Regions from separate parts of the Salmo salar genome. Here region 2 is linked to region 1. A link is a contact called in public Hi-C data. All regions are on one chromosome and are shown on one strand. Each heading gives the region's core, a stretch centred on a gene start, on an enhancer-like site or on the middle of the called end of the contact. The rest is flanking DNA. Distances are from core to core; before and after follow the strand shown. Region 1 holds the start of LOC106577189 (AN1-type zinc finger protein 4). Region 2 holds the start of LOC106577185 (methylcytosine dioxygenase tet3-B).

Region 1 (7,261 bases), core at 1,237-3,736:
TTGTTCAATGAACCATAAACAATTAATGAACATGCACCTGTGGAACGGTCGTTAAGATACTAACAGCTAACAGACGGTAGGCAATTAAGGTCACAGTTATGAAAACTTAGGACTTTAAAGAGGCCTTTCTAATGACTCTGAAAAACCCCAAAAGAAAGATGCCCAGGGTCCTTGCACATCTGCGTGAACATGCCTTAGGCATGCTGCAAGGAGGCATGAGGACTGCAGATGTGGCGAGGGCAATAAATTGCAATGTCCGTACTATGAGACGCCTAAGACAGCGCTACAGGGAGACAAGACGGACAGCTGATCGTCCTCGCAGTGGCAGACCATGTGTAACAACAACTGCACAGGATCGGTACATCCAAACATCACACCTGCGGGATAGGTACAGGATGGCAACAACTGTCCGAGTTACACCAGGAACGCACAATCTCTCCATCAGTGCTCAGACTGTCAGCAATAGGCTGAGAGAGGCTGGACTGAGGGCTTGTAGGCCTGTTGTAAGGCAAGTCCTCACCAGACATCACCGGCAACAACGTCGCCTATGGGCACAAACCCACTGTCGCTGGACTAGACTGGACTGGCAAAAAGTGCCCTTCACTGACGAGTTGCGGTTTTGTCTCACCAGGGGTGATGGTCGGATTCGCGTTTATTGTTGAAGGAATGAGCGTTACACCGAAGCCTGTACTCTGGAGCGGGATCGATTTGGAGATGGAGGGTCCGTCATGGTCTGGGGCGGTGTGTCACAGCATCATCGGACTGAGTTTGTTGTCATTGCAGGCAATCTCAATGCTGTGCATTACAGGGAAGACATCCTCCTCCCTCATGTGGTACACTTCCTGCAAACTCATCCTGACATGACCCTCCAGCATGACAATGCCACCAGCCATACTGCTCGTTCTGTGCGTGATTTCCTGCAAGACAGGAATGTCAGTGTTCTGCCATGGCAAATGAAGAGCCCGGATCTCAATCCCATTAGGCACGTCTGGGACCTGTTGGATTGGAGGGTGAGGGCTAGGGCCATTCCCCCCCAGAAATGTCCGGGAACTTGCAGGTGCCTTGGTGGAAGAGTGGGGTAACATCTCACAGCAAGAACTGGCAAATCTGGTGAATTCCATGAGGAGGAGATGCACTGCAGTACTTAATGCAGCTGGTGGCCACACCAGATACTGACAGTTATTTTAGATTTTGACCCCCCCCATTTGTTCAGAGACACATTATTCAATATCTAATAGTCACATGTCCGTGGAACTTGTTCAGTTCAGGTCTTAGTTGTTGAATCTTACGTTCATACAAATATTTACACATGTTAAGTTTGCTGAAAATAAACGCAGTTGACAGTGAGAGGACATTTCTTTTTTTGCTGAGTTTATATCATTGAGTAAATAAAATAATACAAACATGGTCTCTTTTTTGTTTACTTGAGTAAGGCAGCTCCAAAATGCAGGTGTTTCAGCCTAGCTCGGTGCTTTCTGTAGTGGTGGGGCAATCAAACAGAAAATATGGAGCGTTGCGCCGTGATTAGCTCAGTGTTCTGTCACTCATGAGGACAATATGTCACCTCCAAGTAAGGGTAGAGCTAGAAAATTCTAGCCCCTTGGGTGCTGCCATAGAGTTACATTAGAAGTGCCCATCCAAGAAGGCTCAAGATCATTGACCACAGATAAAATGAGGTCAAATCACATTATGTCAACATCATACTTTCAAAATCTTAGCTAGCAGTCCCCATTATGAATCAAGTCGACAATCTACTGGCAAATCATTTTTAATCCTTGTCATATGAAGAGAAATAATGAAGAGAAATTATAGATAAAACGTATCTATAGATAAAACGTAAATTGACTCAAGGTGAGTCAACTTAATGATGGTGTTGTAGTCCTGTATGGTAGGAGGGGACTAAGCACACACCTCTGAGGGGCCCCTGTGCGAGAGTCAGCATGGCATAGGGGATGTTGCCTGGAAGTCCAGGATCCAGCTGCAGAGGGAGGTGTTCAGTCCCATGGTCCTAAGATTGGTGATGAGCTTGGAGGGGACAATGGTGCTGAACGCTGGTCTGTAGTCAATGAACAGCATTCTCACATTGATATTTGTCTTATCTAGGTAGGTGAGGGCAGTGTGGAGTGCAATTGACATTGTTGTCTATTGATCTGTTGGGGCGGTATGCAAATTGGAGTGTGTCTAGCCTTTCATAGCACTTCATGATTACAGATGTGAGTGCTACAGGGCGTTAGTCATTGTGGTGTTAGTCATTGTGGCATGAAGCCTTAGAGTTTATGATTGCTTAAAGAGAACTTGTACACTTCCAGTTATTCAAATGTAGAGAGACAACCGTTTGCATTATTCCATGAAAGGTTTAGTTTGTTGGGCTATCAGTATCTTTGTCACTCTGAAGCCAGTGTTCTTGTTGTAGCAGAAAGGGTCAGTCTCCAAACAATATTGGTCCCGTCTCTGTGTACTCCTCATTGGTTCACCTAGACTTTTCACGTTGCGTCATAGGATGCCTTTGTTGTCAATCAAGAGAGTCACAATGGGCTGGTTCAGGAGTCTCCTGTTTTTTGACAGGTGAGATGAGTAGAGTTCACGAAAACCGAAAGGTTTACCAATCTATCACAGTTCATGGGCAATAAGGGCAGCTTTCAGGCTTTCCTTTTTATATTTAAGCATGAAGATAAGCAGACCCTTTTGATTCTAATCTACAATGTCGAATCTGAAGAGGAGAGTAGGCGTAGCAGTTTGCTAGCCAACCATCGACCCAAGCAAGGTAGCCATTGTTTGGGTTGCTAAAGTGGTTAGCTCGCTAGTTCTAGCTAGCTAGTCGCAACATATTTAGTTAGATTAACGAACTTGCTAGCTAGCTAAATAATGAATGCATTTAGTTTGCTACTACTGTCTTTCATTTGTGTTATTTTATTGTTTCAAGCTAGCTAATATACGGAGTGTTTGTAGTCTTGGGACGACAGCCAGTTGTTCATCGCCGGTGCACTCTTGCCAGCTAGTCTTGGGATGCTGTTAAGGTGAGTTCAAAACGCTAGGGTTTCTGGTGAGAAAGAGAGAGAAAGGCGTGCAGTCTGGTCGTCTATTAACTAGCTAGCTATGAAGTTAACATCCTTGTGTAACCATGTAAGCCATGTGTAACAAACAAGCCACTGATAAAGGCAAGATTAAGACCCTTTGTTTTCACGATTGACACACATTTAGGGCAGCTGACTGAAATGGTATAATATAGCCTTAAACATTGGGAATAAAGATTAGTGTTGGTGTGAAAGGGATCTCTAGTTGTTTTCCTATCAATCAGCCCACAACTTTACATTTGCATGCTTTTAAAATGAAATGTTACTGCAGTCACATAAAATACAGGTTAACTGTATTGCAGAGAGCTGTCTGTGTGTTTGACACAACATACTCCTCCCAATGGCTTTATATAGGCTAACAGCTGACTATATTGCAGCCAGGAGCTGTGGCCTGGCTGGGCCTTGCTCTCTGCAGAATGTTTCATGAAGGTGCTTATAAAGATTTACACTTGTCACTTCCATTGTACTGTAATTTCTTGATCTAAACTATTGCTCTCTCATATAGACCTAGGCCTATTTAAGGTGAGAGAGTTGGTGACATTTCAGTGTGTGTCTTGGTGTGAGAATATTTTAATACGCATTTCTTCCGAATGACATAATGGAATACTTTGCATTCTGCTCACTAGTATTAACAGAGGGGGTTAGGTCTCCTTACATAATGTAGGACCTAGATGTTTCATGTTGATTGTTTGTTGTCAGGGAAATACAGGACTCCTTTCCTACCAGGTTCATACAGGTGTGTCAACTCCACCCTTCCTTCCCAACTTATTTTTTTATTTAACCTTTATTTAAATAGGGAAGACAGTTCTTATTTACAATGACGGCCTACCCCGGCCAACCCTAACTCGCACCACGCTGGGCCAATTGTGAGACTCCCAATCACAGCCGGTTGTGATACAGCTTGGAATCGAACCAGGGCCTGTAGTGACGCTTATAGCACTGAGATGCAGTGCCTTAGACTGCTACGCCACTCAGAATCGCTGTTTGTTTTTCTCTTTTGCCTCATGGTGTCTTCTGTATGAGGAACAGAGACGGAGGACCTTGGACTTAGAAGAAAGGTCAAGGTACTGAGACCTCTCTCTCCACAGCTTGGGGCTTCCTGCATGATGTGTTACCGTGGTGACAACAGAGAACACCCATCCCCCTCTCCCTTCCCCTGGGCCGCCACCCCTCCCACATCCCCCTCCCCCTAAAGCAGTCCTGACCTCACCAAGATGTCGGACAGAAAGGAGCCGCCTATCTATAACGACGACAGTGTGGGGACCTTCCAGTACAAGTTGCCGTTCTACGAGACCATGGAGCTGTTCATCGAAACGTTGACGGGGACCTGCTTTGAGCTGCGTGTCTCGCCCATCGAGACAGTCATCTCTGTCAAGGCCAAGATCCAGAGGCTGGAAGGTACAGTATATAACAGTACAGTAGTGACTTTTCCTGACCCAGCATGTTGGCTACAAGGCTATACTGTTTCCCCTTCCTTTACTTAAGCAGGATAGGCTCCCTCCCTGTCTAACACTGTCTGTGAAATGCGACCTGAAAAATGGCCAATTGAAAATGATGTATGAATATTAATAAGCTCAGATTTAATGCAATACTAATCCTGGCTGCCTAGAATAAGAAACTATAAAGAGAGACGTGGATTTTCACCTTCTTGCACAGAAGATGAGCCAAGCAATACAAAATACATTTCTAAGCCAAGAAGAGGGATGGATACAAATGTATTCCATTGCAAATAATGGCTTTCTGTTTTAGTAGAAACATTTATATCCTCACAGCATCAGACTTCGTATATCACCCTGCTCCTCCGGCCAAGCAGACAAAGGCTCTGGCTAGTTGGCTTTCCACACACACGTTAAACCTTATTTAATCCAAGCACTTTTCTTTAATCATTTATTCGGCCTCATCCTCCGTCCGTCTTCCTTGAGAGCTCGATAGAGCACTGCACGTTTGGGATATTAAAGGCCCCAAACGGCCTCATCAATCCAGCCACGGCTGAGCTGAGCTGAGCTGGGCCTGGTGAGGTGGGAGGCTCTGGGAGCCAGTGTGTTTAGTAGTGATGAAGTACAGCTGGGGGGGATGGAGGCGTTCGGGAGAGGAACATCGTGTGCGTCCCAAATGGCATCCTATTCCCTATATAGTACACAACTTTTTACCAGGGCCCATAGGGGAATAGGGTGCCATTTGGGATGCTGTTTGTGTGTAGAGTGATGGCGGTTGTAAAAAAAACAACAACAACAAAAAAATAGGCGTTTATGATGCAGCTATGCATGTTCTTCCTCAGGTTTTAATATTGTACGACAGCCTATCGGGAGAGGCAGAGGGGAGTCAATGTGTTCTCTACGGTTGTCACTTGGTTGTCAGTGGTGTGGTAAATGGTACCAGTAACTGAATCTATGGACACTGATACAAATCATGTTCCTATTTAATACTATTGCTATGGCTTTTTATACACAATGCTCTTTAAGAATCTTTATAGTTTCTGTCCACATATGTTCAAACGTTTATTTAGTTATCAACAATAGCCATTATTTGACTAATGCTCTTAAGATAATTGACAGGATCATGCAATATCTTACAATATTGATCACCACAAATTGGCTTTGTACAGTTCAAGATGACGCACAGCTTGGTAAAAGCGTAAATCTCTTGCAGCTCTTGCTTACCACTTGCTTCAGTGGTAGGCCTACCTCCAAAGCCTTGCTTAATTTTTTATCCTTTAATTATAGCCATTTATCTCCTTTCAACTGCAGTGTGATTTACAGGAAGCTCATGTTTGAGATAGCTAACAGGCACTAGTGCTGACAACAGAGAGGTGAAAGTCTCCAGCTGAGATTGACAAACAATTCTGTCAGGAGACAGACTCTTTGAACTACTCTGGATGCATCTCAGTAGTCTACAGTAGCCTCCTGTTTGTCTCCTCATCCTACTCTTACTGATCTGAAAATAGGTTGGAAGTAGACTATCATTAGATAGTAGATGCCTATCATTTCCATAGCGATGCAACCATGCCTAGATTCCCTGGGCTAAGGTGTTCTATTTGTTGTATTTCTTTGTCTTGCTCCCTATCTGAGGATGTTTGTGGTTCTACTCGTTTTATTTCTACCTCTCTCTCTGCGTGTTGTGCTCTTCTGCAGTCAGTCAGTGGGGGGTGTGTTAGTCAGGGCTGCGTGACTGGGCATGCCTCTTCACAATAGAGTAGTATGGTACTGCTCTGGCCCACTCAAACACTGGGTTCCCTCCAGCACTCACTGGGCCAACGAGTGCATTCAGCGTGGGGAGAGGAGCTGGAAAGAGGGAGGGAGGTTGTGTCCCAAATTACATCCTATTTAGTGCACTACTTAGGGAGTATGGTGCCATTTGGGATGCTGTCGGGGGGAGTCCTCTGTCCTCAAGTACCCCAGCATGGTTGTAGAGCAGGGATGGGCATGCGGCCCCATTTTTGAAGGGCCTTGGATTGCATTTTTTTGTTTGGGGGTGGGGGACTTTTTCGGGGTTCTAAACTTACTGTTGCGAGGTAGAATAGTAGAATACACAAGGTGAAATTTAGAAATTTGGTTGTGCACCAACAGTTTCTCTTAAAGTATATTAGTCACTGATAGCCACTCAATTAGCCCATGTCAGCAAACATTAGTCTAACGGCCAGCTATCTAAACTTGTATTAATCAAGGTCGAGATTGACTAACAAACTCAGTCTCACTCAGGTATCATTAAAAACTGCAAACATTTATCTCCACCCTATGGCAAAACGTGTAGAATTGCAGAAAATTAACACTAAAATCTAAAAATGTTCATGAAATGAGTTATAAAATTCTAAATCTTCTCTCCGACCCCATGGCAAAATGTGTGTAATTGTAGCAAACTAGCTTTTAAACAGCAACATTTTCTCTATACCCCATGGTGAAATGTGTTGAATTGCACAAAATTAACTTTATTAATTTCTCTCCGGGGGGGGTCAACTGCGGCACCTCATGATGAGTTTGAATTTTTAGTGGCCACCACCCCATCAAAGGTTCCAATCTCTGCTGTAGAGAGAAGGAAGAGAAGTCACAACTCAAGTACCTTAGTATGGTTGTAGAGTGAGGGAAGAGAGTACTCTTGCCTGTTTATGCACAGCAGGTGTCATGCTCTCTAGTTATGCCAAGCTTATCTGTCGTGAGATGTCAATGTGTGAGTGTTTTCACGCTGACGTC
Region 2 (7,261 bases), core at 1,301-3,800, 280 kb after region 1:
CGCCATTTTGTTTCCCCAGAATTCTGGATGCTCCTCTCCTCCGTTTCATCAACAACACAAAAACAATTACAAATGCGCTGGGGGTGAACAGTGGTGCTGTTTCACCTGACGCTGACTGAACAGTGGTGCTGTTTCACCTGATGCTGACTGAACAGTGGTGCTGTTTCACCTGACGCTGACTGAACAGTGGTGCTGTTTCACCTGACGCTGACTGAACAGTGGTGCTGTTTCACCTGACGCTGACTGAACAGTGGTGCTGTTTCACCTGACGCTGACTGAACAGTGGTGCTGTTTCACCTGACGCTGACTGAACAGTGGTGCTGTTCCACCTGATGCTGACTGAACAGTGGTGCTGTTTCACCTGACGCTGACTGAACAGTGGTGCTGTTTCACCTGATGCTGACTGAACAGTGGTGCTGTTTCACCTGATGCTGACTGAACAGTGGTGCGGTTTCACCTGATGCTGACTGAACAGTGGTGCGGTTTCACCTGATGCTGACTGAACAGTGGTGCTGTTTCACCTGATGCTGACTGAACAGTGGTGCGGTTTCACCTGACGCTGACTGAACAGTGGTGCGGTTTCACCTGATGCTGACTGAACAGTGGTGCTGTTTCACCTGATGCTGACTGAACAGTGGTGCTGTTTCACCTGACGCTGACTGAACAGTGGTGCTGTTTCACCTGACGCTGACTGAACAGTGGTGCTGTTTCACCTGACGCTGACTGAACAGTGGTGCTGTTTCACCTGATGCTGACTGAACAGTGGTGCTGTTTCACCTGACGCTGACTGAACAGTGGTGCTGTTTCACCTGATGCTGACTGAACAGTGGTGCTGTTTCACCTGATGCTGACTGAACAGTGGTGCTGTTTCACCTGACGCTGACTGAACAGTGGTGCGGTTTCACCTGATGCTGACTGAACAGTGGTGTGGATTTCAGCTTTAAGCTTAGTCCTGGACTAAAATGCACTTTCAGTAAAGAATCTCCATCTAGCAGGCTTTTTAATGCAGGTCCAATACAAGTCAGCTTAATCTGGGTCTGTGAAAACTACCCACAAACTCATTATACCTATGTCGCTCTGCCAACGTCTAGACGTTTAAGCTGTCAGAACTCTGTAGACATATACCCATTTCTTCTGGATCTCTGGTGAGGTTTACCCATTCATTTCGATGATAGTAGTCTGTTATTGCCGGATGAATTGCCTGCACACTATGCAGCGCATCAGAACCAGGGTTTGTGTCACTGGATGTGTACTACTGTATGTTCTGTATTGTATTTCTGTATTATCATCACTAGTGAAGTCTGCAGCCGCCCTTACCTCCAGCTACGAAGGAACGGACAAAGTGATAGTCCGCCTGAGTGTGGTTGGGGATCACAGGACGACCACAGATGGAGACTGCAGCATCCATTGCCATGATGTGTGAGTTCAATCAGGACCCGAATGCATCCATAACTATGCAAAGAAAAAAACACAACAGCTACATGACATTCTCACCCAGCATTAAAAAGGACAACGCTCGAGGTCATCATCAGACCACCAATATAACTTACTAACACTGACATTCTGCCTTGCCTTGAGAGACACATAATGATGTGAGGCATAACGTTGTAAGCTGTTGATCACTGAAACAATGTATAATCAAGACATAGTTTGGTTAGCTGGCTAGTTACGTATCAAAACTAAAAAAGAGCTAGTAGTAGCTAGCTGTCATTGAAGTCGAGTTATCGTGCTACCGTTACTAGCAGATTAACGTTAACTAGTCAACTAGCTACAATTTCCAATCTCTACTATTGAATGGACTGTTCAAACACTGACTCACAGTTCAATCGACTGTTGCTGTACTAATAACTTATATTAGCCATTTTACCCACTGCAAGGTCAACACTGTCAGATGAACAAACGTTGCAAAACGGATCTCGCTAGCGGCGCGTTAGCATTTGCAGGTAGCCTCCATCTCTTCCTGATTCCCCAAAGAAACCTGTCTAGCGGGCACTCGTTGAGACAACCTCACCGAGCGACAATTGTGAGTTCAGTTTCCGGTCACTATTTTTGCGAGAAACGCGTAGCTAAAGAATAGCCAAACGTGCTTAGACAAACAGCAATACAAAAAACAACTGGCTACCGGTTAAATGTATGTATGAAGGGTTAAGGCACATGTTTTTATGATCACTAACTGTTGCCCTTCATGTGCACAGATCGAGTGTCGCACTGTCGCATGTGAATAACGTCATTGATAAATAACAAAAATGGCATAATTAAACCATAAATGTGTCAATTAATAATATGTCAACAACTGCCTAAACACTTTATCATTTTCTACATATAGGGTCATATAGTATTTGTGTGGAGCAGGTTAGTGTTTTTAAAGGTGTTATTATTACACAGTTCTGAAATATATTTTTAAAGCTGTTATTATTACACAGTTGTAAACCATACAGAATATGACGCAAAACATTAGCTTGTTAAAGGTTATCTAGGGTTTGAAGTAGTTTGATAGTAGTTTGTTACCTCTACTCATTAGAGAAAGTAGACAAATGCTCCATTCCAGGTTTTCCCAAAGACCCTTCACTCCAGAGCTGAGTTGACTCGAGACAGTAGGTCGCGTCTGGGAGAGGAGGGAGAGAGGGCTTCCCCGAATGGATTGACACAAGAAGGATTTACGCTATAAATTGTGTTTTATTCAGTATGGCTATATAGATGTTTGATAAATACAGTATTGGTAGATTGAGTCAATGTATCAGCGTTGTAAAGAAGAGCTACTAACCTGCCATATTTTCCGAGTGAAACCAATACAATGATCGTCAGTGTCTATCAGGAGTGGAATATTATTAGCAATTCAGACAGTGCAACTGTCTCTCTGGTATGTAAAGTATTTGAGCTGCCTTTTAAAGTCAACGTGTAAATAACATCTAAACCAACAACACGTATGTTATTTGTGACATTCACGAATAGCTTAGTCAGCCATCCAATGCCACTAGTGTCAAATACTCGATATTTTTCCGACATTTGGTCAAGTGCAAGAAAATCTACTCGACGCGGCAAAAAGTGTTGCAAGCTGGTTACAACATTGTCATTACGCTTCCGTCCGAAACTCTTGCAGTAAAAAAGTAGGCCGCGAGCCAAGTCCGGTGTTGTGTGATAGCCTGTACTTTTTAAAGGGCTTCACTTCTGCCTTTTAACTGTTAAATGGCTTAGCCTAAATATAAAATAAATACCACCGCCATGCGGAAGCAGAAGGAGCGTTTGGAGATTTTAGCATATTGATTAATAATACAAATCTATTATTGATATTGCAATGAATCATTTATTTATAGGACATGGTTATTGTGTAATCTGTTAACTACATGGTAATAAGCATGTCTCTACTTCACGGATCATTGCTTTGACAAGGTGTTGTGTGTTGTAAACTGTTTAGTCGGCTAAGCCAAATACGGACCGTATTTGGCACGGCAGGCCCAGCGCCATTCCTTTCGTTAAAGGGACACAGTAGGGAAAACTGCAGTAGCCTAAAGTGGGCTCACAAGGCGAGTTTATTGAACATGATCAGTTGAAAGTGAAAGACGGCTGGTAACTCGACAATCTTCAACACTATACAACTAACCCATATAGTTACACCTGATACCTCATACATGTTCTATTTGCAGTCACACGCTTCATTGCCCGAATGCAACACCATGCAATTCAAGATTTCTAAACATCTGCTACAAATTATACAATTGGGTTCTACTATACCCAGTACCTACAAAAAAAAACGTGTGACCAGGCATGTTTTGTTAGGAAAATAAAAAAGTTTTCTCCTTAGTGTTCAGTCAAACACGGATGTGTTTGGGTGTGTTATATAGTGCACTAATAGAGAAACAGACAGTTATTTTAACATATTTTTATTTTCTTGATCAATTCCCTCCAGGTCCTTGCACAGCTTTTCAACATGGTGGGAAAATAACTCAGCATTTGCGTGTCAGTGTAAGCCAGTAATCCAATCTCAAAAAAATTAAGGAAGAGAGAAAAAAAAGTTGAAGTTGGAGCACAGCTGAGAACAACCATTCACCTGGTTCCCATGCCGACTGCCCCATCTCTGCCCTCTCACATCCTCCACTATGCCTCCTACTCCCAAACCCCCTAAGAGACAACCCCCACCACAGACAAGGAATGGCTGCAAGGTGATACCCACAACAACAACCACCACCACCGCCAAGAGACAGATCTCCAACTCCAGCAAGTCCAGAGGAAAAGCCTTTGAGAGCCCACAGTCGACACCAAAACCACCCCGAAGATCCACAACCAGGACCCAGGCCCAGCCGGCCAGAAGCCCAGGGAGGAGTGGGGTTGGCAGGCTTGGCACGCTTGGCAGTCAGGTCCCGGGGGGGTCCCCTGGTAGGGTTAACCATGCCCCTGTGCATGTAACAGGATCAGTGAGGCTAAGGAGCCGGGGTAATCCTCTGCTCCAGCATGGGGTGGGAGAGGATCCGCCGGGGCGCAGGATGTCCTTACGGGGCATGGGGTGCTCCAAGAAGTTTCCTCCCCTGACGGTAAAGCCTTGCAGGGGAGGGAAGAAAGCCAGGGGCAGGGGAGCGAGGGGAGCAAGGGGTCAGAGATGGAGCGAAAGAGGGATTGAGCAAGGACCTGAGGAGTCTGACCCTGGTAGTATAGACCCTAGTGTGATTGACCAAGAGAAAGAGCTAGTCAGCCATGATAGTGAGGGCCAACCTCTTAACCTAAGGACTGAACTTGAAGACCCTTCCTGTGTTGACCAGCAGGAACCAGGAGTCGGCCATGAATGTGAGGGAAAACCTCTTAACCTGAGGACTGAACTTGATGACCCTTCCTGTATTGACCAGCTAGAGCCAGGTGTCGGCCATGATGGTGAGGGCAAACCTCTTAACCTGAGGACTGATGACTCAGCTAGTGATGGCAAACATGAAGAGTTAGTTGCCCATAATGGTGACGTGGTTGGTACTGACCCACACAATAAGCCTTTCAGCCATAGTGGTGACGGCAACCACTCTGAGCTCAATGACCCCATCAGTGTTGACCAACAACAGGAAAAGCTAGTCAATAATATTAGTGAGGGCAATTCAGGGCAATTCAACCAGAGCCATGAGCTTGGTGACTCTACCAGTGATGAGAGGCAGGAAGTGTCAGTTGTCCCTAAAGGTGAAGACAAAGCCAAGATTAACCTTGGACCTGAGCAGATTGAGATGGAGCAGAGAGAGAGAGATACTCATGCAAAGGAGCAAAGAGGAGGGGAGAGGTTGGAGAAGGAAGGAAAGGAAGCAGTGGAGAAGGAAGGAGAGGAAGCAATGGAGGAAGGAGAGAAGACGGATGAAGAAAAGAAGAAAGCAGAGGGGGAGGAGAGAGTGGAGATAGCCAAGGTGAAGGAGACTAAGGAAAGAGAGGAGAAAGACGAGAGACTGGAGAAGAGAGAGGTTATCAGCAGACCTCCAGACACAAGCTCCAGTATATCTGTCTCTCAGCCCCAAAAGCCACCTCTGCAGGATGACGTGTTGATGATGCAATCACCTGTCCATCCCTCACCTGTCTCTGAACCAGCTACCTCAGACCTGGCGTCACCCCCTCTCCCTCATCCTCACCCGACCTCTCCACCTCACCCCACAATGTCACATGACATTAAGGTTCTGAACCAAGGTGCAAAACTAATCCAACCTAACCAAACTGTTGAAATCCATAAATCTTTAAAAGTCCCAACTACTTTCCATGAGACATCACAGACGACCTCAGTGCACCCAGTATCACTAAGTCTCTCAGTTGCCTTCCTCAGTGAACCCCACAAGTCCCTGTGTGTAATCCCAGCGAACCCAGCACCCGGTCAGAGCCTAGAGAGCCCTGTCTCTCCAGAGGCTAGACAACTTCTCAGACCAGTGGACGAAGAGACCAAAGAGTCATCCAATCACCTCAATGCAAAATTTTCTTCATCATCTGCATCATCATCGTCAGACCTGTACACCAACGCGGAGGTCCCCATCACTGTGTCTGTACCTGACCTGGGTCCATTGTCAAACAACCACAACAACTACCCAGAAGAACCACCATCATCATCATCACTCCCATACACAAAGAAAGACGTCTTCACCACTGGGTCTGAACCAGACAAAGACATTGTATCTGTCTCTGATTGTGACCTAGGTTCTGGTCCAATGACTCACAACAAGTACAACCAAGATGAGCCACAGCCATCACTCCCAAACACAGACACAAGGTCTGAACCAAACACAGGGTCTGAACCAAACACAGATATTGCATCTGTCTCTCTATCTGATCTGGGTTCAGTGCCAAAGACCTCCTCCATCCCTAACCAGGAGAGTTCTAGCTCCAAGTTCTCCTTCTCCTGCAGCTCTGAGAGCACCCAATCCTCCTACTCCTTCGACACTGAATCAGAGACTGGATATGGGGAACCTAGCCCCCCTGGACACCATAGCCTGGACCTGGGACACCTGGACGGGGGTATATCTCTGCCCCAAACCCCACGGATCATCCAGAGGAGGGAGAGGAAGAAGAGGAGTCGGTGTGGAAGGTGTGAGCCGTGCCTAAGGAATATCAACTGTGGCCAGTGTAGCTGCTGTATGAACCGCAGGACTGGACACCAGATCTGTAAACTGAGGAAGTGTATGGAGCTGAGGAAGAGGAGGCCAATGTCACCTCTCACACTAACATCTACTCAGGTAAGGCTTTCTCTAAGGCATAGAGTAAACTTTAGGCTAAAATTGGAAAAGGCTGCTTATAAACCTCATAACGTTTTAACGTTGTATTATTCACTTGTGTATAACCATTATAAGGAGTTTAAAAGCAGACCTTAAGGTAAAATTGACCAAGTCAATTGACCTTTCTTTAGAGAATACTGTACATGCTGAGAAAGTCACCTAACTGCAACTGACCCCAAAACCACAGAGAGTCTAAAGCCAGCTTGTTATTGTCACTACTTCTCTAAGTTGTCATATGCTTGTGGTGATGCTATGCTATTGACTGACTGAGAGGATACGTGAGGCGTAGACTGTTGGTCTGTGACAGTTTATGATGTGTGTGTGTGTGTGTGTGTGTGTGTGTGTGTGTGTGTGTGTGTGTGTGTGTGTGTGTGTGTGTGTGTGTGTGTGTGTGTGTGTGTGTGTGCGCGCTCTGGGTTCTCCAAAATATGTGGTGAAATGAAGTGGGAGGAGAGAGAGCATGTAAAGGGCTGAGGATAGAAAAGGATGGGGTCAGTTGGAGAGGATAGAATGTTCTGGACGGTGAGATTGCATTGATATAC

The links. A called contact is a pair of places that touch in the nucleus more often than the background predicts.
Region 2: a contact with region 1 is called in a Hi-C map of gill, with 2.7 times the contacts expected there. The contact joins the promoter of LOC106577185 here to the promoter of LOC106577189 in region 1. A contact is called at or near these places in 2 of 3 Hi-C or Micro-C datasets (gill and muscle).

The regions. Positions count from the first base shown.
Region 1 is chrssa18:30,510,537-30,517,797 of Ssal_v3.1, forward strand. It overlaps LOC106577189 (AN1-type zinc finger protein 4), which reads left to right and starts at 2,487. Exons shown (of 11, transcript XM_014155035.2): 1 at 2,487-2,565; 2 at 2,924-3,017; 3 at 4,163-4,472. The coding sequence starts at 4,289.
Region 2 is chrssa18:30,794,509-30,801,769 of Ssal_v3.1, forward strand. LOC106577185 (methylcytosine dioxygenase tet3-B) reads left to right here and starts at 2,551. Exons shown (of 11, transcript XM_014155012.2): 1 at 2,551-2,860; 2 at 3,908-6,680. The coding sequence starts at 4,098. It also overlaps the pseudogene LOC106577186.